Linked DNA regions of Sus scrofa: region 2 is linked to region 1. Evidence: chromatin contacts called from public Hi-C data. All regions are on one chromosome and are shown on one strand. The core of a region is the stretch at or near the end of the contact, and the rest is flanking DNA. Distances in the headings are between cores, read along the strand shown.

Region 1 (7,532 bases), core at 1,445-3,944:
CTTGGCCACTGGACTCCTGGGTCCCTTCCACGTCTTTCCAGTCCTGGGCTCCCCGTCCCTCTTTCTAGCCGCCGATCCGATGTTTCGTTGGTGCTGATGTGTTTGCTGGCTGTCTCCTCCAGGAGAAGCTAAGGAATGCTGCCATTAGTTATACCCCGAGCCCTGGGACGCGGGACAGACAGGCGGGTAAGCAGATGCATACATGCGTGTTGAGGCGTGACTGCCCTGCTCGGCACCAGGGTGCGTCTGCAGAGGGCCTGCCCCTTCCAGGGCTGGTGAGAGCCAGGCCCCGCCGGCGGACTGCTGTGGCCTAAGCCCCGCCAAAGCTCCCACCCACGTCTCCTCTCTGGTAAAACCATCTCCAGCGGGAACTTCCTGGCCGGAAAAAAAGGAACAGACCCACCTTTTCTTGATATAATACACACACTCTCTCAATCCAAATCTCCGTTCAACCTATAATTACTTCACCGACTTTATGGTCTTAGCGTAGCGCCTTTGGCCTCAAGAGTTATTTCTATTCCCCTTCAGCCGCTACCCCATCCCCGTCTCAGACCCGGCGCCCAGACTGACTTGATCTTGATCCCTGCGTGGGAACAGCTTGGTCCGCAGTTTCCCAGTTGCTCAGACGGCGAATCTAGAAGCATCCTCAGCACCTCTTTCCTTCCACCGGCTCCTGTCATCTCTTCGGTCTCCCCGTCATCCTCTAACGCAGGCCTCTCTCTGCTTCCCCACAGTCAGCATCCCACGCTAAGCACCAGCCTCTCTCACCTGGACCACCCTCCTGCTGGGGTCCCCTGCCAGGCTCTGCCATGGTCTGTTAACTCTTGCGCATGGTCACTGCCCCGATCTAGACCTTCGAAGCCGCCCCACATCTCCTGGACGAATGCTCCATGGCTCTGCATGGCCTGCCCCCCTTTGCAAACTCGCCTTCTACCCCTGCCCCCTGTTCTCGGCGCTTTTGTCTCTCTGGCTTTCTCCTCATCCCTCCAAAATGCCAACGCCTTCCTGACTACGTGTCTCTGCCTGCTGTTCCCTCGAACATGCTCTCCCCTCTGCGTGGAACGGCCTTCCACTCCCACTCGGCCTGGTGATTCCTGCTCACCCTGTCTTGGCTTAAACGTGGTGACGTCCTCGGAGAAGGCTCTGCTTTTGCCCTCGGAACAAGCCCAGGCCACCTGCTTTATGCGTGTGCACTGTGTTTTTGCTTCTTGACACCTCTCAAGATAGTGAAGTAGTTATGTGTGTAATTAGCTACTCAGTGTCTGCCTTGGCTCTGGCAGAGACCTGGCTCTCTGAGGCAAAAACGCCATCTATTACAATAGCGACAGCCGCCAGCTATACAATCCTTACTGTGTGCTGGATGCTGTTCTCAGCACTTTACATTATCACCCCATTCAATCCTCATAGTAACCCCTAAGATAAATACTATATCTTTCCCTCTCTTAGAAATGAGGAACCTGAGGTACAGAGAGGTCAAGTAACTTGCCCAGGGCCGCACAGCTAGTCAAATGGTGAACCAGGATTTGAACCTGCACCGAGCTGACTGTTCCAGAGTCTTTGCTTTTTCCTACTTTCCTTTCTGCTTCCACATCTATCTTGTTTCCCACAGTATCCCAGCCCTCGGCACAGGACATATAACAGGCGTTCCATAAATATTGATCAACCATATGAATAAACACACATTCACTGAACATCTATACTAAGTGCAAAACCCTGGAGAAATAAAAAGAATATGGATCTTACCTTCACCCAGCTTTTAATCTAACTCTAAAAGCCTGAGGCAAGAGAGGGGTTTTTTTGTTTTGCTGTGTAGGGCCGCACCCGCAGCATATGGAGGTTCCCAGGCGATGGGTGGAATCGGAGCTTCAGCTGCCGGCCTGCACCACAGTCACAGCAACATGGGACCAAGCTTTGTTTGTGGCCTCGGCCACAGCTCACCGCAAAGCTGGGTCCTTAACCCACAGAGCAAGGCCAGGGATCAAACCCACGTCCTCATGGATCCTAGTCAGGTTCGTTAACCACTGAGCCAGAAAGGGAACTCCAAGAGAGATATTTCTTGGTGGGAGCATAAAGCAAAGTTCTTAGAGGAGGTGCTTCTGGAAGGTCCTGTGAGAGCAGAGAAGAGGTAAGACCTGCACAGGCCTGCGGAGGGCCAGCAGGCAGCCTGCAGGGCGCCCATGGGGCTGCCCAGGAGGGTGCGGGCAGGGGCTGGCCACAGCGCTGCGGGAGCCCAGAGGGCAGGCTCCCTCGACCAGACCCCAGACCCAGGAGAGGTGACCGATCTGGGTCCCCAGGGGCGAGAGAGCGCGCGCTGGAGGAGGACTTGGGGAGACGCCGGCGCGACCTACACAGAGCTCGCGGGCAGGAAGCTCGCAGAGGGCGGGCAGGAAGCAAAGCGCGTTCTGTGCGATACTAATGGGCCTCCGCGGCACACTCGTTTGGAACATTCTGGCTCGAACAAGGCTACACAGATTTCTCTCCCGCAGCCTTTCTCAGAGCCCTGCATAGGTTAGAGGGATCGGGTCTGCGGGAGGGGGGCGGCTGCACCCTCCCCGCACGATTACAGACGCGCCTGCGGACTTGACGTCATGCGAGCAACAGAGCGGGGCCCGAAACGCAGGCCCGTCACCCAGCGCAGGGCATCCCGGCTGCCACGCGGAGGAATCTGGTCCGTGTCTTGGAGGCCAGAGGAAGGGGAAGGAATTTCTCAGCAGGAGGAGGGCCGGGAGGCTGTCTCAGATGCCAGCGTAGGCAACGGATGTGGGGAAAGAGAGCAGCGACCATTCATCGTCCACTTGCTGTGTTCCAGCCACTGTCACGGCACTTTACACACGCGCGTGCATTAAACCTTACAGCTCTGCAAGCTCTGCGCTCTTTTCCTACTTTAAACTCGAGGAAACCGAGGCTCACAGAGGTGGTTGAACCACCAGCCCACACCTTGTGAGGGGCAGAGCGTTCTGGAATCCAGGTCAGCCGGGGGCCAAGGGCTGGGCCCCCGCTGGGGCAGGAAGCGGTGGGGCTGCGTGGGGCTGCGACCTCTGAGCAGTGGGGCCTCGCCCAGCCCCGAAACTCTGCGGCCGTCTGTCACCAACTTTCTGGGTGACCCTGCCAGGTCAGGACCCCTCCGGTCTTCATTTCCTCTTGTGTCAACAAGACGCTTGCTCTTTTTTTTTTAATTAGTTAATTTTTTTTCTTTTTGTCCTCTTTAGGGCCTCACCTGTGGCATGTGGAGGTTCCCAGGCTGGGGGTCGAATCAGAGCTGTGGATGCCCGCCTACCCCACAGCCACCACAACGCCAGATCCGAGCTGCATCTGTGACCTACACCACAGCTCATGGCAACGCCAGATCCTTAACCCACTGAGTGAGGCCAGGGATCGAACCTGCATCCTCATGGTGCCTAGTCAGATTCGTTTCCGCTGAGCCACAACGGGAACCCCAAGACTCTTGCTCTTGAGATGCTCCTCAGAGCTCCTATCCAGCTGGCCCTTCGCTGTAGGCTCCAGACCTGGTGCTCTGTTGTGGAATCCGAGAGACCAGCTTCCCTTCAGCTAACCCACACAACGGCTCCACAAGCATCTGGTGAGTAGGTACTGTGGCCGCCCTGTGCCCAGTGCTGTCCCCTTCAGGCTGTGAGGCAGAAACGGCTGTAGTCCCCTCATTCCCAACTCAGAGCCTTGCTCCGGGTCTCCCCCGATTAAGATCTGAATCATGGAGTTCCCATCGTGGCTCAGTGGTTAACGAATCCGACGAGGAACCATGAGGTTGAGGGTTCGATCCCTGGCCTTGCTCAGTGGGTGAAGGATCCGGCGTTGCGGTGAGCTGTGGTGTAGGTCACAGACGCGGCTCGGATCCCGCGTTGCTGTGGCTCTGGCGTAGGCCGGGGGCTACAGCTCCGATTGGACCCCTAGCCTGGGCACCTCCATATGCCGCGGGAGCGGCCCAAGAAATGGCAAAAAGACAAAAAAAAAAAAGAAAAAAAAGAAAAAAATCTGAATCAGGTCAGGCCACATCAGGTCCCTTCCTGCCCACCTTCCGCTCGGCCGCCCCTCCCCCCATGGCCTGGCAGCCCGGGCCTCAGGGCTGGAGCCCCTGCTTCCAGACCAGTCGTGGGGACAGGGGAGGGGAGGCGACTTAGACCTAGTGTGCTCCTTGGACCCATCACCCGGTTGTGTTACATGGTGCAAATCATTTCTCTCGTCTTGGAGGATAGGCCCCCCCACACCCGCCCCTCGGCGCGCCCACTTCCCGCGCCTGCAATGAAGGGTCCCGAAACAGCTGAATGATTGAAGTGATTTCCTATACTCTGTGAGCTCTGGGCGGCTCAGCTGGAATGGCAGTGTCTTGGGAGCGCTGGAACGCAGGTTCAAGCCCGGCCGGCCCGGTGGGTAAAGGATCTGCATTGGCGCAGCTTCGGCAGAGGCCGCAGCTGTGGCTGGGATCTGATTCCTGGCCTGGGAACTCCATGTGCCTTGGGGCAGCCGAAAAAGAATGAAAAATGACATAAAATTAAAACTCCGGTTGTAGGGGTGTGCTCTTCCGTGCCTTTGCGTGGCTTGCCTAATAGCATTTATTGAGCGTAGAATCGCCTCCAGGAACGTTTCAGAGTGATTTACAAACTGCAGAGGTTAGAGCCCAGGGTCAGGATTTGAACCCAGGCCGTCTGGCTCCATGGCCCGTATGCTGTTGTTCACAGTCTCGTATAAACCTCTGTGTATTAGCCTGTGAGATCCCAGGCATCAGGAACCATGCCTTCCGTGGGATCCGGAGCTAGCACAGGCCTAAGCGTTAGTGAGTTTCAATGAAGTCATTCATTCACTTACTCATTCATTCACTCAATAATATCTATGGAGCCCCCGTGCTGTGTCAGGCGCTGCTCCAGGAGCTGGGGACACAGCCATGAAGAAGGCAGAGAAGAACGTGTACTCACAGCAGCTCTAATCTAGGGGAGAGCCAGGTACTAATTAAGGAACAAAATGCACAAACAAATAAAATATCAGCCAGTGATTCGTGTCAAACATTAAAATGGGATTACATGGCAAACAGCGACTGGGTGCCTGCTTGTGATGGGTGATCAGGGACGGATTTTCTAAGGAGGTGACATTTTAGCTAAGACCTGAATGATAAGAGGGAACCAGCCACCTGAAGAGGCTCAGACAGAGGGAACAACATGTGCAAAGGCCCTGAGACAGGAACAACCTGGGAGTGTCTGGGGCACAGAGAGAAGCCCAGGACAGTCAGTGCGGAGGAACAGTGACCCAGGGGCCGCATCCTGAAGGTTTCATGAGCCAGAGGAAGGAGTTTTAGTATTTTTTATCCTTTATTATTTTTTTCAAGCTGCAGTGGAAGCCGTTGGAGGGTTTTAAACAGGGACATGACTTTTTTTTCGACAGTAGTCTGCTTTTTAAGAGTTGTTTCAGGTTTACAGAAAAGTTGAGGGGAAAGTACAGAGTTCCCATCACCCTCTCACCGCCTGACGCACGCGCTCGCCCACAATTTCCCACTGTCGACATCTTGCTTTAGTGTGTGATGCACTTGTTGCGATTAGTGAGACAACAGCGACACTTTTTCATGGAAGTCATCGTTTGCATTCAGATTCACTCGGTGTTGCTCACGGGTTTTGACAAACGTACCGTAAATGACAAGTATTCACCGTCACAGTGTCACACAGACAGTTGCTCTGCACAAAAAATCCCACATCTACTTATTCCTCCCTCCCTGTAAAACCCCAGCCACCACTCATCTTTCTACTGAGTTTGGCCTTCTCCAGAAGAATGTCATGTAGTTGAATCATATAGTGTGTAGCCTTTTCAGATTGGCTTCTTTCATTTGGTCTCTTTAAAAAAAAAAAAAAATTATATTGGGAGTTCCCATTATGGTTCAGTGGGTTAAGAACCCAACTAGTATCCTTGAGGATGTGCTGATCCCTGGCCTCCCTCAGTGGGTTAAGGATCCAGCATTGCCGTGAGCTGGGGTGCAGGTCGCAGACGAGGCTCAGATCTCAAGTTGCTGTGGCTGTGCTGTAGGCCAGCAGCTGTAGCTCCAATTCGACCCCTAGCCTGGGAACCTCCATATGTGGCTGATGCAGTCCTGACAAAAGACAAAAAATTAAAAATAAGTGAAAAAATTATGTGACCGGTTTGCAGAGAACAGATTGGAAGGCTGCAAAAATAACAGCAGGAAGGCCAGTCTGGAGCAAAGCAGGTGTCCAGGGGCTCAGAGAAGCCGGTGGCCCAACTGATGGGCAGAAAGGCACGGACTGGGCCAGCTGTGGAGGCAGGGCTCTTGGGAGCTGCTGCGGGAGGGTCAGGGCAGAAAAGGCTGAGGATTACCCCGCAGGGGTTAAACCGGAGCGTGGTGGAGTAAAGTGTCCGTAGGTATGGCTGTGGTTTATTCAATTACTTCTATGCTCCTGGTTTTCTCTTAGGGTGGAAGAAACTCGTCCAGAGGGTTCCCCAGGGAGCCGAGGATCACACCGCAAAGCAGAAACCAGGTCTGCCTTGGACGGAGGACCTCCAGCCTCTTCACCCCGAGCCCCACTGCCAGCTACCAGCTCCCTGGCCCCTCTAGTGACTTTGGGCAGCATTTTCTCTGCTCAGTGGTCACTTTGTTGCCATAAATCAATAAGCCACCCACAGATGGAAAAAGCTCCCAGATTTATGCATGTCTCACCCCCCTGCCTAGAAAATGGTCCCCTTTGTCCTTCTTAAAACCCTCCTGGCTTCCCATTGCATCTGGGGGGAAACCCACCTGGAACTGAATCTGAACAAAACTGCCCGTTACCTCGCCCTGACCCCTGAATCAGTTCAGCTTATTTTGGTCTCAAGCAGCTACTTTAAGCCAAAAAAAAAAAAAAGCTGGAGGGGTGGTTTGATGGATTCTTGGGAGGCTGCAGAGGCATCTCACAGATGGAAAGGACACGGAGTTGAAGAAAGCTCAATGTGGGAAGGACGGTGCAGGATGAATGGAAGCCTGCTGCCTTCAGGGCACAGGGCTGCGGTGGCTCCAGATGCAGTTCTCCCCTCCATCCATGCCCAGAAGGCACCAGTGCTCCCTGCTTGAGTCAGGAGTGCCGCTTGCCACCACTCCGATCAACCAGATCTTGGCTGGGAGGACAGTTCTCCATGGAACAAGCAGGGCAAAATCCTCAAGGGAGATGGAGCTGCTAATGTCTTGCCAGGCAGCATGGGCTAACCCCTCACTCAATCACAGCGAGGCTCAGAGGGTCTTGCCATCTTTTTCCCCTTTTCTGCTTATTTGCTTTTTGGTTTTTTGGCATGCAGAAGTTCCAGGGCCAGGGATTGAACCCGTGCCACAGCAGCAACAACACCTGGTCCTTAACCCTCTGGCCACCAGAGGGAACTCCTTGCCATCACTTCTTGACCAGCATTTCTTCTTCACTGGGCAGTGGGCTCTTCAGGGATCCTGGCCTTGACTTACTCAGCTTGACCTCCTGCAGCAGAGGTCCCCCGCTTGCTCTCCTGCTTTCTCCTATATCAGCTAGAATTTTTGGCTGGGCCTCCCAAAGTAATGC
Region 2 (7,356 bases), core at 2,769-5,268, 58 kb after region 1:
CCTGGCTCCGCCACACGCCTTGTGACCGCAGGTAACTTCCTGGGTTATTTTCTGGGCTTCAGTTTCCTACTTTGTCAAAAAAGGTACTGCCTTTAGCTCTGCCTAATGTATTCACTCAACAAACACTCAAGTGCTTCCTAGGTGCCAAGCGCCATTCTCTGCAGAACAAGAGAGTCAAGGCCTGTGTTCTCAGTGAGCTGACCTGCTGGCGGGGAGACAATCTTTTTTGGTTATTAGGGCCGCACCTGTGGCACACGGAAGTTCCCAGACTCAGGGTCCAACTGGAGCTACAGCTGCCGGCCTACACCACAGCCACAGCATCGCAGGATCCGAGCCTCGTCTACCACTTGCACCACAGCTCCCGGCCATGCCAGATCCTTAACCCACTGAGAAGGCCAGGGATCGAACTGGCATCCTCATGGATACGAGTCAGATTCGCTTCTGCTGCACCACAATGGGAACTCCGAGACATTCTTTGAAATAATGCTGAGTGGGGGTGCTGAGAGGAAAAGCAGAGCAAGGTGGGGAAAGAGAGGGGGACAGAAGGTGGCTGGGGACGGTCTCACCAAGGGGCTGACTCTTAGGAGATCAGAATCAAGTGAAAGAGTGAATCACGTGGCTGTCTCAAGGAAGAGCATTCCAGGCAGAGGGAAGAGCAGGAATCCTGAGCAATGAACGTGCTGGGCAGTCCAAGGCAGAGCGAGGCAGCAGTTCACGGAAAGGCTGGAACAACGAGGGTCACCCACGGCAATGCTTTTACGGCCTCAGATGACGTCATGCCTCTGCCAACGCCCTGCAGGACCTCGCACGGCCTTGCGAGGCCCCGCATGATCTTTCCTCCTGACCCTCCTCCGGCACAAGCTGCCTCTGCCCCAGCCACACTCCCTCCTGTCTGCGGTTCACACCTGCCTCAGGCTTTACCCTAACTCTGGAGCCCAGGAGCACCTGCAGGGCTGATTAAAACGTGGATGAGGGAGTTCCTGTTGTGGCTCTGCAGGTTAAGAGCCTGACTAGTATCCATGAGGATGCGGGCTCCATCCCTGACCTTGATCAGTAAGTAGGTTAAGGACCTGACGTTGCCGCAAGCCGTGGTACAGGTCTTGGACACAGCTCAGATCTGGGGTTGCTGTGGCTGTGGAGTAGGCCAGCAGCTGTAACTCGGATTCGACCCCTAGCCTGGAAACGTCCATAAGCCTCAGGTGCAGCCCTGAAAAGCCAAAAAAAAAAAAAAAAAACTGAGCCCCAGCCCAGTTTCTGATTGGGTCTGGGGTGGGGCCTGGTACCACAGTTTCAGCAGTACTGCACTCCAGTTGTCCCGCCGCTAGGACCAGTTTGCCCCAGACGCCGCTTGGCCACTGCCCTCCCCTCCTTTAAGTCTTTTCTCAAACCTTATGGTCTCAGTGAGGCCCCCGACCCCTCTGTGCAATACTGCAAGCTGCCCCTGCACCCCAATCGCCTCCCTACCCTATTTTCCCTTTTTTTCCATAGTCCCTACCACTTTCTAACAAGCGGATCATGCTTTTATGTAGTTTAGTCTCAACCGTATGTCCCCAGGGACCTAAGAAGAGGGGTTCCACCCAGACCCCATGAATCCCTGAGAACCCCGTGGATCCTCCAGGGATTTGCTAACTCGTCAAATTTCTACGCAATAGCGTGTGATCCTGAGGTTTGCAGTGTAACCTAAAACTATAAACCAGGCTGTCTTTTAACCAGCAAAACAGGTTTATTCAGGAGCAGCAAAGAACTGCCATTTGGGACATCTGACTGTGGCCAACCCCATGCAAGGGCAGGTGAAGCAAAGGAGAGGAAACCCTTTAGAGAGGAGAAGGGGAGTGGGGAGGGCTCCTTAGAAACAAAAAGTCCATTGGCAGAAACTGGGACCTCGAATGACAGTGACTTTTCATTGGCTGACCTGTGACCACCTCATTGGCTGAGCTATTGCCAAGCCAGGAGAAAAATCTTTCTTCTGCTGCTCTAAAGTCCTATCACTTCCTGCTGGAGATGCAAGTCGGTGGTGTGTCTTCCTGCTGGGATCCGTATTCATGCCCTAAGTGGTACCTTCACGAGCAACTCCTCCTTCTGGCCTCCTGATTCCATTTTAGCGACATCCCTTTATTAATTTTTCAGTCAGTAACTTTCATTAGCTTCTCAAGACTCAGTGGATCCCCAAAGCTTAAAAACCACTAGCAGATCAATACCTGGCATAGAATAGGCGCCCAAACAAATATTTATGGACTAAATTAAAGACCTTTTAAAACATTTCTCACACACACACACACTTAAAAAAAAAAAAAAAAGGAAAATCTTCTAGTGGCACAACGGCTCCCAAATCTTCAGACCATACAAATTTATGATTCCAAATACCCTCCCAGAATCTGAGTCAGGAGGCTGGATGGAGCCAGAGATTCAGGATTTTTCAAAGCCTCCTCTTCCTCTGTACCACCACCCTCCCCTTGCTGAGTCTGAGGTGCAGCCATGTTTAGGAATTTCCATTTGACACTTTTATTAAAGACAGACTCCGGGGGAGTCAATTCCCATGTGTGTAGCTTTTACACTTTGCCAAAAATGTGACTGCATCCATGGTCACTTGTGACCTTCTCACAAGCTCTCAGGTGACTACAATCTCCCTTTTACTGAGTAGAAAGCTGAGGCCCTGGGGAAAAAAGTGACACCCTGCCCCCCAACACCCAACGGTCATACTGCTGCGGGTGGTAGAGACACGATTAGAACTTGAGCCTCTGGCTTCTCATGCTACGGTTCTCCTGTCTGCACCAGCTGGATAAACCCAAGTTCCAGGAAATCCCAAGGACGCTACCAGCAGCGGGGAGCCAGAGAAGGGAGGGGCGGAGTGGCAAACAGGAGAAGGGCAAGGTTCCAGAAGGTTGTCTCTTGGCCACCAGGAGAGACTCCAGCTGCTCTAAGGACACGGCTAACTCTGGCTGCGTATGACCCTAGGACAGTCAGTTTCCGTGCCTCGGTCTTCTGATCTGCACAATGGGATTGATAATCCATGCACTGCCCCCAGTAAGGTGTGCGTAGAATGTATAGCATTCTAAACATCCACCTTCTAACTATTGCTATCACGGGAAGGGCAACATCCCCCACTCAGAAGGTCCCTAGGGACAGAACTAAATCCAGCTTTTCATTCATTTGAGGAACATTTTTGAGCACCTACTGCACGCCAGGCACTGTGCTGGGCACCGTGCACACACCACCTCCTTTAACTCTCACAGCAACCCAGTGAGTTTGGTACTGTCGTTGCCCCATTTTACGGATGAAGAAACGAGTGCAGGGGAATGAGGTGCAATTCATTTGATCGTCTGTTGATTCACCCAACTTTTACTGAAAACCTGCCCTGAGCTATAGGCTCTGGGCCAAGGGCTGAGGACACAAGGATGAACAAGTCCTTCAGCAGGCATGCCCATAAATTACTTTAATAACGACTCAGTACGTGCTTTCACAGACAAGGGCGCAGGAGCCGAGGGAGGGTAACTGGGACTCCTGGGATTATGGAGTCGGGCAGCCGACTGTCCGGGGAACTCTGCGCCGCAAAGGTGTCCTTGCCCTGTGTAGAGGCGGCAATCAAAAGGCCTGGGTTCGAGTCTCCCTTCTGTCCAGGCTTTACTTTGTATTCCCAGGAAACGCCTTCTGCCTCTCCAGCTTTCTTCATCTGGAAAATTGAGAGGGTTGAGAGGTTGGGCTTGTGATCCTGCAGTTCAGGGGGCCTAGTAACTCCTCTACCCCTCGCACTCCATCTTCTGGTCTGTTCAAGTTTGGCCCCATCTAGCCCTGAGACTGAGCCTAGGGCAGCCAGACCAAGCCTTTTGCAAAGTGCCAAACACCAGGCTTCGGGACAGACCTCAAAGCCCCAGGGGGCGGGCCTAAGGTCCAAAGGGCGGAGCTGGGACAGGAACCCGGCCGAGACCTCCAGGAGGCGCGGCGCGGCGGGCCCGCCCATCGTCTCACCCAGCCAATGAGCGCTCGGGGGCGGGGCACCCCGCCTCTGGGTATAAGGCTGCGCGGAGGTCGCGGGCGCGTCGCTGAGCTCTCGCTGCCGGACCTGGTGGCTGAGCAGGGTCGTTCTCGCCTTGAGCTGGGGCGCACGGGAGCTCTGAGTTCGTGCGTCCTGGGCTGCGCAGAAGCACAGGTCGGGTTCGGATTTCCTTTGCCCAGCTAGGGTGCAGAGAGGGCACGGCGCCCGGATCCCTCGGCGCAGAGGAACCGCTGGTCCGGGCCGGGGGACGCCCGCGCTGACCCCTGGTCCGCAGCCGCCAGCAGCCGGCCGGCCGTCATGGCAGACCACCTGCTGCTCGCCGAGGGCTACCGCCTGGTGCCCAGGCCACCGCCTCCCGCGCCGGCCCAAGGCCCTCACGTGCTCCGGACGCTGCAGCCGTACTCGGGCCCCGGCCTGGACAGCGGGTTGCGGCCGCGGGGGACTCCGCTGGGCCCGCCGCCGCCGCCCCCACCCGGGGCTCTGACGTACGGGGCCTTGGGCCGCCGCCGCCAACCTTCCAGTCCTTTCCGGCTGTGCCGCCGCCGCCGGCCGCCAGCGGCGCGCACCTGCAGCCCGTGGCGACGCTGTACCCAAGTCGCGCGACCGCGCCCCCCGGCGCCCCGGGAGGCCCCCGGGCCCACAGCCGGCGCCCGGAGCCCCAGCTCCGCCACCGCCGCCACCCGCGCACGCTCTGGGCTGCATGGACGCCGAACTCATCGACGAGGAGGCGCTGACGTCGCTGGAGCTGGAGCTCGGGCTGCACCGCGTGCGCGAGCTGCCCGAGCTCTTCCTGGGCCAGAGCGAGTTCGACTGCTTCTCGGACTTGGGTTCGGCGCCGCCCGCTGGCTCGGTGAGCTGCTAAGCGACGCCTGCCCGGCGTGGCCGAGAGAAGGGGGCCGGCCCCGCCGGACTCGGCACCCAGCGCCGGGGCCCCGGCACGCACCTTCCGTGAGGGTGAGGCAGCGGTTCGCGCACCGAGCCGACGCCGGGCCGGGACGCCGGGCCTCACTGCAGGCCCTGCTTGCTGCAGGATGACAGTTTGGGTTCATCTCTCTGACCCGGAGCCACAGGGCTAAAGCGAAGGGGTCTGGACGCCCCTTGCAGCCTCCCAGCTCTTGGATTCTGTATGCTCTCCTCTCGGATCCTCCAACCCAGCTCCCCAATCTGAGCCATTCCAGGCCTCTGCCTGATTCCCCCTCTCCTCGCGCAGCCCACGGTGTTCACTGGGTCCCGGGAGCCGCCCACCCGCCTGGCCCCGCCCTGGCGGCCTGGGTCCTGAGGTCGTTCGTTGGGCCTCCCGCTCTGGGGAGGGGCAGGTTGTGCAGCCCTCACCCCTGCAAGTGGCCTCCAACACCAAATAAAACTGGGTCACTTTCCAGTCTGGCGTGTTCATTTCCTTATCACTCCAGCCCTAGGCTATATTTGGCTCCTAGAGTCCTGAGGCTGTTGGAGACCCTGGGTGGGGTGGAGGCCACATCCCCCGGCAGTGGCCAGGAGAGGAAACTGACGGTTGCTTTTGAAAATGCCTGTGCGTGGTGCAATCGTCCTGTCATAATCTGGAAGGCAGAGGCTGCCGCCACCCCGTAACCCAAGGGTGAAGGCGGGGGCTCCTGGGAGGGGTGGAGGGAGCTTGGGGGTGCGGCCCTCCCTGTTGGCTCTGCAGGCAGGCCGGCCGGGAGCTGGGTATACCCGAAGGCTTGGACAGCCCTGGCTTTGAACCCGGGCTCTCCCCCTTGTTCTGGGCGCCATCCATTCAGGTTTCTGAGGCCATTTCCTCGGAGGGACAGTGGATCCGCGTCTTAGGTGGCCGTGAGGGTCGCATGCCATGGGCGGCGTTTAGCGCAGTGCCAGGCACGCGGGGCCTCCGTAAATAATAGTGGTGGTGATTTCACAGTAATAGTCATCCCTCGAGGAGTCACAGTCCAGGTGGGAGGAGGGGACGACAGGCCTGGAAACCCACTCGTCTTGGGACAAGGAAGAGAGGGATGCGGACTAGAAAACAGGCAGGATGCCTAGCGGGCAAACCCAGAAGAGGAAGCATCTTCAGCTGGCTGGGGGTCCGGCCAGTTCAGGCTTGGGGAGGTGGGGACATTTGATCGGGTGAGCAGGGCCTTCAAGGATGAGTCTCGGTAGGACTTGGAAAAGAAGGTGTGCAAGCAGAGAGCCGGCTCAAGGCAGGGAGGCTGCCAGGCCGGGGCCTGGGCGGTAAAGCATGGGGCCTCTCACAGGGACAACAAAGGTCTCTTGGTTTTCCGGGGACTGAGAAGTAGGCACGGTCCTCGTTCTGCAGGTGAGGCATCTGGACTCTGGTCCAGACCTGGCAGAGTCTGGCCTCAGTCCGGAGCAGCAGCGTATGCTCCTGCCCACCCTCTGCTGTTGCCTCTCTCTGGAAAGATCCCTAAGTGCTTCTGAGGTGCGGGAGAAAGGCAGGAAGAGAGGGCTGGAAGGCAGGGAGGAGAGGCGGAGGACCGGGCTAGGACAGGCAGGGGGGCTGGAGAGGAGAGTGAATTCCAGAGACTTGGTGGAGAGGAGCACAGAGCTGTGACCTGTGCCCTGCGGCTGGCGAAGCTTGGCTTCACCTCCGTGCCAAGCTTGTTGACCTGACTTTCCCTCCAGCCTGTGAGCTCACCCGGGCTCACTGTCAGCTCCAGCTGTGCAGCCACCATGCCAGCAGAGGGCCACAGCCGTGTCTGGAGAATGAATGAAGATCTCCCCGAAGATAAGGAGCATATTCTGGGATGGGATGAGGAAAAAGGGCAGAGACGCTTCTGGGAAGGACTGGCCTGAGTGCTGGGCTCAGAGCAGCCAGGGTTTGCTTCACTTTGCCCAAGATCCCAGGCCAGAGATAAAAACCAAAGGGCTGGGTTGGCACAGGAGGGCCTGACCTTCATCTGGCTTCAGTTTCTCCACCAGTAAAATAGAGCTAATGACCTGCCCTACTATTTCACAAGGCAGTAAGCCTCATAGTAACAGGAGAACAGACCCGGGGATGGGATGAAAGCGGTAGGTTTGTCCTGAGGTGCTCTCCGTATGAAAGGGGTTACGGTGAAAATCCAGGGTTCCATCCCTGGCCTCGCTCACTGGGTCAAGGATCTGGCATTGCCATGAGCTGCGTGCTGCAGCTACAGCTCCGATTCAATCCATAGCCTGGGAACTTCCATATGCCGCAGGTGCAGCCCTTAAAACAAGGAGAAAAAGAAAGAAAGGGTAGAAGAGGGAGCCCGAGCTCCTGGGCTACTTCCCACTCTCCATCCCTCCCAGAGGGGCAGCTGAGCAATTGGACAGCAGACCTATGGGCAGAGAGGAAAAGGCTGGGGCGGCACACACCTTGAGCCCTCACATTCCCGACGCTCTGCGGAATT

What was found. A called contact is a pair of places that touch in the nucleus more often than the background predicts.
Region 2: a Hi-C map of undifferentiated spermatogonia shows a contact between it and region 1, with 1.6 times the contacts expected there. The contact joins the promoter of CITED4 here to the enhancer-like site in region 1. A contact is called at or near these places in 1 of 5 promoter capture datasets (liver), 18 of 47 Hi-C or Micro-C datasets (adipose tissue, alveolar macrophages, blood and 9 more) and 2 of 2 datasets of contacts at active chromatin or transcription factors (alveolar macrophages and skeletal muscle).

Annotation. Positions count from the first base shown.
Region 1 is chr6:170,264,572-170,272,103 of Sscrofa11.1, forward strand. No RefSeq gene overlaps it. Among named protein-coding and RNA genes, the nearest start is that of CTPS1, 35 kb to the left of the region's middle. Within about 2 kb of position 2,695, at least 2 of the 83 cell types and tissues checked have an H3K27ac peak or open chromatin away from gene starts, as enhancers often do. A contact at or near this core is called in undifferentiated spermatogonia, where this site is marked.
Region 2 is chr6:170,320,769-170,328,124 of Sscrofa11.1, forward strand. It overlaps CITED4 (cbp/p300-interacting transactivator 4), which reads left to right and starts at 4,019. Exons shown (of 3, transcript XM_003128106.4): 1 at 4,019-4,495; 2 at 4,498-4,618; 3 at 4,621-5,372. The coding sequence starts at 4,292. The coding sequence ends at 4,856.